3 separate regions of the Mus musculus genome follow, and regions 1 and 3 are each linked to region 2. The links are chromatin contacts, called in public HiChIP or PLAC-seq and promoter capture Hi-C maps. All regions are on one chromosome and are shown on one strand. The core of a region is the stretch at or near the end of the contact, and the rest is flanking DNA. Distances in the headings are between cores, read along the strand shown.

What was found. HiChIP or PLAC-seq counts read pairs in DNA pulled down with a chosen protein or histone mark. Capture Hi-C pulls out chosen DNA fragments and counts their contacts.
Region 1: a promoter capture Hi-C map of adipose tissue shows a contact between it and region 2. The contact joins the promoter of Ikzf4 here to the promoter of Spryd4 in region 2.
Region 3: an H3K27ac HiChIP or PLAC-seq map of embryonic stem cells shows a contact between it and region 2, with 6 read pairs. The contact joins the promoter of Sdr9c7 here to the promoter of Spryd4 in region 2. A contact is called at or near these places in 1 of 39 promoter capture datasets (fetal liver) and 3 of 115 datasets of contacts at active chromatin or transcription factors (embryonic stem cells and pancreatic cancer cells).

The regions. Positions count from the first base shown.
Region 1 is chr10:128,643,880-128,647,984 of GRCm38.p6, reverse strand. It overlaps Ikzf4 (IKAROS family zinc finger 4), which reads left to right and starts at 1,992. Exons shown (of 8, transcript NM_011772.3): 1 at 1,992-2,264; 2 at 4,017-4,105. The coding sequence starts at 2,178. Gm26876 (predicted gene, 26876) reads right to left here and starts at 2,101. Exons shown (of 2, transcript NR_152728.1): 1 at 2,065-2,101; 2 at 1-523.
Region 2 is chr10:128,209,658-128,213,921 of GRCm38.p6, reverse strand. Spryd4 (SPRY domain containing 4) reads left to right here and starts at 2,128. Exons shown (of 2, transcript NM_025716.2): 1 at 2,128-2,213; 2 at 2,531-4,014. The coding sequence starts at 2,129. The coding sequence ends at 3,069. It overlaps Gls2 (glutaminase 2 (liver, mitochondrial)), which reads right to left. Exons shown (of 18, transcript NM_001033264.3): 18 at 3,918-4,264.
Region 3 is chr10:127,896,950-127,900,957 of GRCm38.p6, reverse strand. It overlaps Sdr9c7 (4short chain dehydrogenase/reductase family 9C, member 7), which reads right to left and starts at 2,423. Exons shown (of 4, transcript NM_027301.3): 1 at 2,013-2,423. The coding sequence starts at 2,313.

The DNA.
Region 1 (4,105 bases), core at 743-3,242, 430 kb before region 2:
TGAGAATCACCCTCATCCTCTGGTAACTCACAGAAAGATACCGACACTGAAGGAACTGGCTCAGGTACAGGTGTGTCGTGTCTGCCACAGAGTGACACAGTTCATACTGGACAGAATGACATAGTTCAGGTGGGCTGTTTTAACTGAAAGAGGCCCTTCTGAGGAACCAGCCAACTCTCCCACCTCCAGTTCAGTCAGGTTTATTCACTGTTGAGCAACAAGAACACCAAGGACCCAGTTGTTAGTGCTGGGTGGTTACTGTCAGATGGATAGAATCCAATCCCTGCCCTAAGGAAGGCAAGCGAGAAGCCATGAAGGCGGCTAGGGAGATGTGCCGTGGGCTCTTCTCAGTCGTGTCTCGGGAGTATGTTGGACGCGAGCAGGCAATATCTGAGGCTTCACTGTGCTATGAAACCAAGCTTAAGCAGGCCTGGCCTGATGCGAAGTGGACCCAGCACAGTCTCCGAATAAGAAACTCAAACCACTCCTGTGTATTTTGAGAACTCCAGATGTCAGCAGCTACCTTCAAAAAGACAAAGTCAGGGCAGCACTGACATTAGGTCTAAAGAATGCCCCCTTCAGGGCCAGACATGGCCAAGAGGGTATATAATAGGGCATGTAAGAACCCATTTTTGACCTCCATCCCTCTCCTGGGCTGATCCGAAAGCAGAGAGTTGTCCCCAGTGTCTGGTTTTTTACTGGCCCTTTCTCAGGTCACCGCCTCCCCCACTGGCCACCTGATAAAGAGAGGAGGCCTCTCGTTCTACTAAGGGATGTTACCATCTCATAGAACCTGATTCTGAAAGCACACGCCCCCCAACTTCCTTTCTAAAAGTACAGATAATTCCCATGGGAAGAAATGGGGGAAACGAGAGTCCACTAATTTACAGCACAGATTTCCACCCTACCCACCACAGACACTGAAAACAGAAACTGAGTTGCTCAAATCAAATGGAGCAGAGCTTATCCTGGTGCCCTGAAACATTTAAGAGAACCTGAGGAGAGAGAGGTGCAAGGATTGGCAGCCCAAAGTTTCATGGCCCCTCCCATCCCAAATTCTTGGAATCAGAAAATGCAGTCTTCCAAAGTAGGTCAGCTCAGCAGTGAACAGTTCCTCTGGAAGGAAAGCGAGCAAGAGCCTTCTCCTGATAGAGGACAGGATTCATCCAGGACTCCTGAAGCCAGAGCCCCAGAGGCACGGGAGAGAGGGAAGACAGGGAGACCCAACCAGGGATTAGAAAAAGCTCAGGGTCCCAGATCTCCACTAGTCAGTGATGGGAAGGGGGATTGTCAGAAGGAGAGGCAGATGGAAAGGAGCCTGAGTTTGCTAGGGGAGGAGCCTTCTGCCACTTCTAGATCCTGGAGGCTGCCCCTGTGTCCCGGGCCCCATGACCTGTGGGGCCTTGGCTTCCCTAGCTGGCAGAGGATTGGGCCTTCCCTGGGACACCCCCTTCCTCCTCCCCACAAGCCTGCGGCTCTCCTCTCTCTCTCTCTCTCTCTCTCTCTCTCTCTCTCTCTCTCTCACACACACACACACACACACACACACACCACACACACATACACTTGCCCCCCTCTCAAGCATTTGTTTTGTAGCTCCTCTTTGTCTGTTGGGCAGGAGGGCAAACACATCTGCCTACCCTCCCTCTGCACCCCCACTCCCTGTGCACCCCCATTCCCACCTCTCCACTGTCTTGGAAAAGGGATGCTGTAGCCTAGCGCGCGCGCGCGCACACACACACACACACACACACACACACACACTGGTACGTTTTCTCCTGCCCCCTCCCCAAGCGCATCCACGCCTCCCTCCCTCCCTCTCTCTCTCTCTCTCTCTCTCTCTCTCTCTCTCTCTCTCTCTCTCTCTCCTGTCTCTCTCTCCCTCTCTCTCCCTCTCTCTCCCTCTCTCTCCCTCTCTCTCCCTCTCTCTCTCTCTCTCTCTCTCTCTCACACACACACACACACACACACACACACACACACACACACATACACACGAGGCTCTCAGCACATACACCCTGGGCTGAGCGGTTCTGCCGGCTGCAGCCGTGGGCCCCTGCTCACCGTGCGGCTGCCACTGCCTGCGAAATGACGGCGGTTCCCCTCACTTCCAGGAATCCACGCTTCCTGGAAGGTGAGTGGCTGGGCTCACCCCTGCCTGCCACCGAGACGCAGACATGCACACACCACCCGCACTCCCTCGCCGTTTCCAAGGCGGCGGCCGCGTTCGCACCCCAGGGTCTCACCGGCAAGGGAAGGATAATGTAAGTTCAGGCAGAAGGCGGCTAGCGGAGGGGGGGTAGGGGGGTGATGGGGCTAGGGAACCAATTCAGTAACAACTCCCAAGCCTGAGGAGAGGGAGAGGACGGGGGCTGTGTGTATAGCGGGGGGGGGGAGGGGGCGTTCCTCCTTACACTTGGGGAGGATGGGAAAGGGTGCTTGGTGTTGCTAAGCGAAGACCGTGACTTGGACAGTGGGAGCTTGTGGTGACATCTTGATTAGGCCTTGGGGACAGAGGTAGAGCAGCCAGGGGTGGAATACCGAAACAGGCCTGGGTGGGAATGGAGAGTAGAAAGACCTGAGATGGGAAGAAGAGCTTTGACGGCAGATGCTTCAGCCTGGAACCGACATGTGAGGGGCCTCAGCCTCCTGCCCACAATAGAGAAGAGCCGGGGGTGGCAGTCTTTCTTTGCTCGTGCACTGACTGGTCCCTGATAGCAGGCTAGCATCCTGCCACCTGGAGCCCATGGTCAAGAAGAGAAAGCTGGAGAAAGATATCCCTTTCAGAGAAGTGCAGCGGCTTGCAGAGCTCCAGGCTATTCCCCAGAGGCAACCACTCAAGGGATCCAGGAGAGGGCCGGTCTCTTTCGGTGTGTGAGACCGCTCAGCTTAGTGGGACTGCTCCCCATCCCTTCCCCGCCTTTCTGCCCTTTCTCCACCTCCTAGTTGCTTTGCTGTGGACCTCACGATTTAGCTTTGCTCCCAGAAGGTTCAGCCAATCTACGATGGCTTTGACCAAGAAAATGTCTCTGATACCTGAGAGCAGCCTTAATTCTTGGCTTTGACAGTCTGAGATTTCTTGGAAGTCCCAGGCATTTGAAATTCCCTCACTGGGGTTTCCGAGGCTGAGAGGGGAAACGAATGAGTTTCCCAAATCTGACTTTGTCCCCGTCAGCCTCAGGCTAGAAGTCTAAGTCTCTGGAGCCTCACAAAGACCCTCTGGCCTTTGACAGAGATTCCTTCTTAGATTTTAGTGCCATGAAAGTAGACTTGAGTGTGTTTTCCCTCTTGCCTTTATCCTAGGGATGACAGCAGCATCAAAGAGCCTCTGGAGTTACTGGTGCGCCTTGAGGCACCTGCCTTTCTCTCCTGTTTCCAGCCCTTCATTGGGAGAGCCACAAAGAATGCTTTTCCCTCAGTGTCCCTGAGCTTCCCTTTAAGAATATTGTCTCCCAGAAAGCTAGCTCCTAGTCGTAGAGACAGCCTCAGCTCCAGGAGACTGGGCCAGATATGGATTTCCAAGAAATTCACTCATTTTAGAATCAGCAGGTCCCTTCTTACTAATACTGGGTGCTTTGTAGTAGGTCAGCACTAACCTTTGAAAAGAACAAGAAACTGGGTGTGGTACATGCACGCAATCCCAGTACTCCAAAGGCTGAGGCAGGAGGATTTTGAGTTTACTTAACCTTTTTTGACCTATCTAGCCTCAGTAAACTCAGTTGAAAGGGCACGTGTTAAAACCGGACCTGAATCTACAAGTCTTAATGGTCCTGAGCCGCTCACATCATGGTTTGTGTCTGGTGCTGTCTTAAGGCAACTTCTTAAGAAAACCGTTGCTCGCCTAAGGAGCCTCAGCAGGGGAAAATCAGATTCAAGCCATAAGGCTTTTTCTATAGCCGGAGAACAGGGTTCCTCGGGCTTCCGAGGGATAGAGTGGGGAACGGGACTTTAGGAGAGGTTGCGATGGGAAATGGTCCCCAAGTCCTGAGTGGTTGTTTTCTTCCCACTGACCAAAGCTGGAGAGGGAGCTCTCAGGAGGGTGTGCTCCGGATTTCTTGCCTCAGGCCCAGGACTCCAACCATTTTATAATGGAATCTTTATTTTG
Region 2 (4,264 bases), core at 879-3,378:
AATAAGGCACACAGATCATCTAAATGATGAAGGTAAGTTTATTTGATGGTAGAAGTAAAGTAATATAAGAAATGACAGGTGAAGCTACTCTCTGAATGAGTATAAAATAATGCAGGTATTTCCACTGGCGATACATACCTATAATCCAGACTCAGGAGGCTCCGCCAGAAAGGTCCACAGTTCAAATGCTGCCCTACGCTACAGTGTGTATGAGTTCCAATGTCAACTTCGTGAGACCTCGTCTACAAATTAAAACAAGCAAACAACCATATCTTAAAAAGGGCCAGGAATACAGCTCAGTGGTCATGATGAGGGCAGGGAATAAGAAGGCGCAAGTCTATAGGTGCTTCAGAGACCCAGTTCTGAAACCATTCCCTCTTCATTATCCACACCCGAAGCATTAGCAGAACAGGCACAACCTCTCTAGAGGAAATTCCCTCAACATTTTTGCTCCGACGTTTAAAAGTCAATAGAAGAGGAAGATGGGATGCAAACGAGGCAGGTGGGAGCTGCTTCAGGACCGCGGTACCTGAGTGCGAGCTCTCCCAGAGCAAGGAGAGCGACTCGGTTAAGGGGAAGCGCCGGGATAACGATTGGTTTCCTCTGCCGCCCGCAGGCGGAGAGACTCGGAGGTCGTGCAGCAGAAACAGAAAAAGGCAAACGAGAACGGCTTCGTGACCAACCCTCTTGGTCTTCGCCTATGCGCCAGAGCCTTCCCACCGTGCTATACAGTTCCTTCCCTTCGGCATTTGCAAGTCTGCAGCAGGTCCCTCTCGTGTTTCCTTCCTCTCTTACCCTGGGCCACTCCTGGAAAGTGAGGTTACTCTTCCCAGTTTTGAGGTATGCGACATACCTCAAAGTATTAAAAGTAGTTTTGTAATTAGAAGGGGAAAAAAAAAGTTAACCTGCATCTCTACAGTTACGGGGCTGAAAAGGCTGGGCCTGACTGAACCCTAGTGGAGAGAATGAGTCACTGCACCACCCCACACACACTTTCAAGCTCATTTATACATTAAAAAATAATGAGGTAGCCGGGCGTTGGTGGCGCACACCTTTTATCCCAGCACTCGGGAGGCAGAGGCAGGCAGATTTCTGAGTTCGAGGCCAGCCCGGTCTACAGAGTGAGTTCCAGGACAGCCAGGACTTCACAGAGAAACCCTGTCTCGAAAATAATAATAATAATAATAATAATAATAATAATAATAATAATAATAATAATAATAACAATAATAATAATAATGAGCACAAGTCATGTTGTTAATCCCAGCACTCCGCGGGCTGAGGCAGGCCGATCCTTGAGACCCTGTCTCAAACTATAATAATAAAAAACTGATATACAGAGAAACCCTGTCTCGAAAAAAACAAAACAAAAACAACAAAAAAAAAACAACAAAAAAAAACTGAGCACAACCTGGCACTTGGGAAATTGAGGCAGCAGGATCTAGAGTTTGAGGCCTGCAAAGGTTACATAGTAACTCTGTCTCAGAAGACAGAACAGTAAGCTTGAATGTAGACACATTCTGTCCAAAGAGAATGCTGAGGCTCTGGGAAACGGATTTACGCTTTTTTTTTTTTTTTTTTTTTAAATAATGTGTGGTGCTCTGCCTGTCCTGGAACTTGGTATGTAGACCAGACTGGCCTCGAACTCATAGAAAACTGCCTGCCTCTGCCTCCTGAGGGCTGTGTGTCACTCCCCCCGCCCCCCCCGGATTAAACTACTTTAAAAAAATACTTCTTTTATCTTGCCAGACTTGGTATCGCATGCATTAATTTAGTCTCAGCACTTGGGTGGCAGAGGCAGGTAGATTTTTATGAAATTGAGGCCAGCCATGACTACATAATGAATTCCAGGCCAATCCAGGCTACAGGAGACCCTGTTTCAAAACCAAACAAATCAGAGACTCTGTTTACACAGGCTCTCTGGGTGTGTGTGTGTGTGAGAGGGGTATCCTACTTAGTTGAGATATAATCAGTACGTCTCTTCACGTATTGATCTAGCTCGCCAGACTAGAAATCACCGAGATACCGATTTCTCACGACACTCGCGTCTCGCACCACGTGCTCCGGGCGCGGACCAGTCATTGGTCGGTGTCCCCTGGGGGCGTGCCCCGTGCATCTGTGGCACAAGATGGCGCTGCCCTTTGCACGCTGTTGGAAGTTGTACCGCTGGGGCACCAAGCGATGGGGGGTCCCTGCTGTGGAATCCCGGAGAGGTAGGCATATTTCTTTTTTACTGTCACTCCAAAGTAGTTAACGTGTCATTCCCAGAGCGCGATCAGAGAACTCCACTCCTCATTTCTCCTCTCTCCCCTCTGCCTTGATCTAGCAAGATTCCAAACCTGGGGCACCGGCTTCTGGCTTCCCCAGTCAGTGATTTGCAGCTCCCAGGGCTGTCTTACTAAAGCGGCACCTCTGCTCTTTCCATGTTAACATTTGACATTGACTTTTCTCGATTTCCCGTCATCGCCTGGACAGCTTTCAGATCAAACACAGCCCTAGGTTTACGAGTTCTTTTTTGCTCTGCCCTCAGGCATCAGTTTCAAACTGGAAGAAAAAACGGCCCACAGCAGCCTGGCACTCTTCAGAGGCGACACGGGTGTCAAATATGGCTTGGTGGGACTGGAACCCACCAAGGTGGCCCTGAATTTGGAGCGCTTCCGGGAGTGGGCAGTGGTGCTCGGAGACACCACAGTCACCAGTGGCAGACACTACTGGGAGGTAACAGTGAAGCGCTCCCAGCAGTTCCGGATAGGAGTGGCAGACGTGGACATGTCCCGGGACAGCTGCGTTGGTGCTGATGATCGTTCCTGGGTGTTCTCCTATGCCCAGCGCAAGTGGCACAGCATGTTGGCCAACGAAAAAGCTCCAATTAAGGGTATTGGGCAACCAGAGAAGGTGGGGCTGCTGCTGGACTATGAGGCAAAGAAGCTGAGCCTGGTGGATGTGAGTCGGATCTCTGTGATCCACACACTACAGACAGATTTCCGGGGCCCAGTGGCACCTGCTTTTGCTCTTTGGGATGGAGAGCTGCTAACCCACTCAGGACTCGAAGTGCCCAAGGGCCTCTAATGTGGCCAAGACCCTGAATCGTGCTCATGGTCAGCTTTCTGTCCTTAGTGTCTAAAGCGATTTTACTTTGTTTCAAGCAACTGGTAGCTCTCACAATTCTGTTGGGATCCTTTGTGCAATATTGTAGCCATCTTCCCCTGGGCCCTACTCTGTAAGAGCTAGGTATACAGCCAAAGTCGCCAGTTTCCTAGGTCATCAGGGGATTCGCCTCCTCAGGCCAGTTCTTTGGGTCCTTCTACTTGTGCCCACACACCTTAGACTGTTCAGTCCTGCGGTCCTGCCTCTCGGCCCGTCCCTTATCCACATGTAACTTGTTTTGGGGGCTCACCAGATTCTCTAGAGTAAATGCTCTCTACCTCTGGCTGGAGGAGTGGCAGCCACAGGCTTGGCCTTTTCTCTGATGCACCTCAGATTCTTGGGTTCTGGCTTCCTCAGTTGTACCTCAGCACTAGAGATGTCAGTCCAACCCAGATGCAGCTATCTCCACTCTGAGTCCATCTGTCTTCTGGATACCTGATACCTAGGCAGTTTGCCATAACCATTGTGCCAGTTATGTGACAAAGGGAAAGAGACACTAGGGAGACATGTATGGCTCTGGTGCCAGAAACGTTACCCTCGATAAGTTCCTTCTGTGTATCTGCCACAGTTCAAAGCTCCAGAAAAAAGACAACTTTACACAATCCATTTTGGAGCCTGTTCAGACCCACAACTCCCATCTCCCTTGGCCACAGAATGTACTTAATAAAAGCAGTATTTTGGTTTGAGGAAAACCTGGTGAAACAGTTGAATATGTATGCGGAATATTCAGTTTGGACTTGTCTGACCCTGGGTGCTACAATGGTGATAACTGATGATGTCCTTAGGGGAGAAAGAGAACGACTAAATTTAGCAAAATATAAAATAAAAATTATAATTCATGTAATTAAAGTTTATTTGAACACAAAATACTCTGTCTATAAAATTGCTGTCAGCAGTAGCAGCGTGTCCTGGCTAAGATGGACAGATCTCCGCAGACTTCTAAAGCCACGTGGTTTGGCTCTCACCCATTTCTCTTACTCTGCGGCAGATACATATGCATGTAGCTAGAGGCTCTCCAAGGAAGTTGCTTGTTGGCATGATGATTTCTTCAGAGAGGAAAAGGGGACCTGGGTAAAGACCCGGGCTACTCTCGAGCTGTATCTGGAGGTCTCTGTAG
Region 3 (4,008 bases), core at 1,174-3,673, 310 kb after region 2:
ACTCAGACCCTAACCCGTCAGTGGTCTGGGCTCCAGAGAGGGCCACATTCTGCCGGTGTCTCGGACAATGTACTGGGGAAGTGGAATGTATTATCTTTGTTTGTTTCCCTGTAAAGAATACCTAGATGATAGAGCTCCAGGGCTGTGCTTACAGGAGCTTCTCTATCCTGCCTCAGTTTCTCTGCTCTGAGATGCAGGTGTGCATCACCCCTAGTGCTTCTTACACAGAAGATGTTGCTGGGTGGCACACGCAGAATAATGGTCCTCCAAAGATTGTTACCTTCCCAGAACCTGGGAATTTGTTAGGTTATATGGGAAAGAGCTATAGGCAGATGGAAGGCAGCTAATCAACTGACCTTACACAGGGATACATTATCCTAGGTTCACTGGGTAAACCCACAAAACCACAGGATACCTAAGTGGAAACAGAATGCAGGAGCCGAAGAGCCAGAGAAATGAAAAGCCTTTAAGAGGACATGTCCCAGGCTTACTGGAAGAGGGAGTGAGCCACGAGCTAAGGATGATAGTGTGTTTCTCTGGCACCACCCTCGGAGACACGAGCTGTATGTGGTCCTCTCTAGAGTGTAGATCACTGATGCATCAGGACCTGAGGCTCGGGGAGCCTCATTTTCTCCTCTGTCGGAATGTAGGTAGCCTCTGAAGGTGGGAAACCTGGACGTGAGCTCTGCCCTAGAGTCCCCCAGATGAGCAAAGATCTGCTGGGACCTTGAGTCTCGAGAATCATTTTTGGATTTATTCCTTCAGGAATTATGAGGTAATAAATATGTGTTGTCTAACCTATTCATTTGCATGAATTTGTTGCAGCAGCTACAGGAGACCGCCCAGTGAGTAATGAACACAAGAGGCCGGATGGAGGAGGCTGTATTCAGGAAACAGGCTGGGACAGCAGTGTGGTGGAAGAGGCTCACCCCTGCCAAGTTATTCATTAGCTAATTCATTCAGAAAATATCTGCTAAGTACCTTCTTAGGTGCTAGGTTTCCTCCTCGGTCGGTACTCAGGACTTGGGGTGAGTAGAAGAGACACAAAGTCCACTCTTAGGAATCTTAACTCAGCAGAGAAGACATGATAAAGAAAGAGAGGGCCAGCAGGACAGCTCAGCAGAAAGTCCTGAGGCACAAGCCTGAAGACCTGCGTTCCATCCCCAGGGCTCACATGGTGGGAATTGAGAAATGACTTCCAAAAGTTATCCTCTGGCTCACTCATACGCACATTTTTCATACTGTCTTTTCTTTTTCTGTGACTCCAGATCCACAGAGCCAATGCTTTCTTCTGACCTCCTCATGCATGGTACACACACACACACACACACACACACACACACACACACACATCAATCATAACAATAACTTTTTTTAAAAAAAGTAAAATGTTAAAGAGAAAATCAGTGAAGAGCTAGAGTTGTTGGCCTGACCTGGGCAGAGGTCTGGCTTTGACTTTTTAGGAGCCATTACTTCTCCCAGTTTTTGTACTCATAAGTAAGCAATCTAGTGTCTACAGCCTGCATGCAAGTCCCCAGACATTCTTGGTATAGTCCCCAGCACAGGCTCCTTTCCCGGTGGGAACAAGCTCCTGCCAAAGGCAACAACATCTATGGGATATGTGTGTATGTGACGTACAGAAGAGACCTGCCTGTCACACCCATAGATTTCCACCTTTTGCATCTATATGATTATCCCTAGCCTGAGCTGGCCAAGAAATATGGAGCCAATAGTGGGACTCCTGAAGTCTCTAAAACACTTTAGAGGTTTGGGTATTCAGAACTTTCAAGTTGTTGCCTTAGATGGAGGAAATTTCCTCAGGGTGTTTCTTCGTCGTCAGCTGGCCAAACCAGATTCTACTGGACTAGAGCCTTCCAGCCTGTTCCTATTTCATCTTCCCATCCCCATTTGGACATCAGGGTCTCACACACACACACACACACACACACACACACACACACACACACACACAGAGAGAGAGAGAGAGAAGAATATCCAAGAATACACCCCACCTTGCTCGCCCACTTGGTCCCTCACCCACTGGGCTGCTTCCTTGACGTTCTCCGACTTGGTGACATCTAGGAGGAAGGTCTGCAGCTGGTGGGAGGTGTCCTGCAGGAGTTTCTGAGCCCCCTCCTCAGTGAGGCAGGCAGCAAGCACTTTCATGCCCCTATCAACCAGTTGTTTGGCCAACAGGTTCCCAAAGCCGGAGTCACAGCCAGTGATGAAGACATACTTCTCAGAGAGGTTTTTAACCAGATTGCAATTTTTGAACCAGCGGTACATAAAAGCAAAGTCTGTGAGGGCCGCCATGGGAGCTGATGTCTGAGGATGGACCCAGGAGATGGTAGGATAGGCTGATCCTCAGAGCCCAGCAGGCAGCCCACAGGAACCCACAGGAAAGGAGAGCTTCTGAGACTTGCAACAGATACGGGCATCTGGGTGAGCCACTCTGTAATTTTATAGGTGGCTGCATTGCCACAGCAATTAGCTCAGATGCAAGAAATTCAAGTCCAACCTGCAGTGTGTCACTCTGACAAAGCCACTGCCCTGGCCTCTCCATCTCTCCTCTAGACCTTTCAGGAGAGGGATCCAAAAATGGGGATATTCATAGTCATGGGAACTCAAGTGCATTCTGGGAAGGGGCACGGGAGGCAAAGAAGGGCTTAGATCTGATCTGAGCTCTCTTTAAGAAAATCCTATCCCAGTTTTACCTTCTGCCTAGGGATCAAAAACCCTCTTCCGTGCATTTAAGCTTGTCAACAAATTTAATTTTTATTACCTGAAAAAAAAAAGATGAAATCATTAATACAAAGCGAACAAAAGCTGAATTTCGAGGACTGAATTCCAGTAGGAATGAATACCAGCTCATCAGCCCTTAGAGAGCTTTAATTAATGTATTTTCTTTAGTTTAGTTGTTGAGACAGTATCCCTAACAGCCCTGGCTGGCTTGGCCTGAACTTGCCAAGGTGACTTAAAATGGGTGACAGTCCTCTGCCTCTACCAGGCACTGGGATTTCAGGCAGGTGCCACCATGACCGACTTCTCTGGAGATGGTGAGTTTCCATCATGACAAATGATAAAAAATACAGGGTTTTTCCAGGCTGGGTGTGACTCCACAGTGCTGACTCCAGAGTCTCTCTAGAGGAGGCTGGAGGTATGAGTTTCAACTTCTAAAAAGTAGAGAGCCTCAAACAGCTGGGTGTGGTTCTGCACATTTGTTTCAGCAGTTGCGAGGTAGAAATGGGAGGATCTGGAGTTCAAAGGTCATCCTCTGCTACATATCTAGCTAGAGGCCAATCTGGGATACAAGAGATCCTGCCTCAAACAAACAAAACACCCAAAACCAACCGGAACCTTGGTGGTTGTTGGGCGGGTGATATTCAAGTTAGCAGCAAGAAATCTCCATATTGGAAACTAACCTAGTATTCCATCCATCCTATGGGCTGGTGACCTGGCCATTGTAGGAGCCCAGTCCTGAGGGCTCATCAGCTCCCTCAGGAAAGGGATCTTGGGGAAGGTTCCTTTCCTTGTATCCCCAGCACCAGGCATATTTTAGGTAGTTTGATGAGCTGGAGAGACTGAAGGCAAGAAATGCGACAGAGCAAGGGAGGGACTAACACAGCATGCGACACTGTGGCTAGCTGGATGTGCAAGAGGAGAGGGGAGAAGAAGTCAAAATGATTAGAAGGTATGGGGTCAAGGACAGATGGAACAGCAGACGACGGCAAGAGAAGCCAGGAACTAAGACACAGCATTGAGGGGAGTTAGGGAATGGATAGCTCTGATCTGAGGTTCTCTGAGACTGACAGGCAGCCAGACCAGATGACGTTGGACAATTAACTCATTGAAACTGTGGGAAGAGCTTGGGCAGAGTCCTGGGTCCAAGGGAGATGATTTGTAGGGAGAGTGAGGCCAAGGCTTGGAAAGTATCAGGGGCAGCAATTACAGAGAATGATTACAGAGAGTGAGTAGAGACCTTGCAGAAAGTCAGGGCAGATGCTGCTG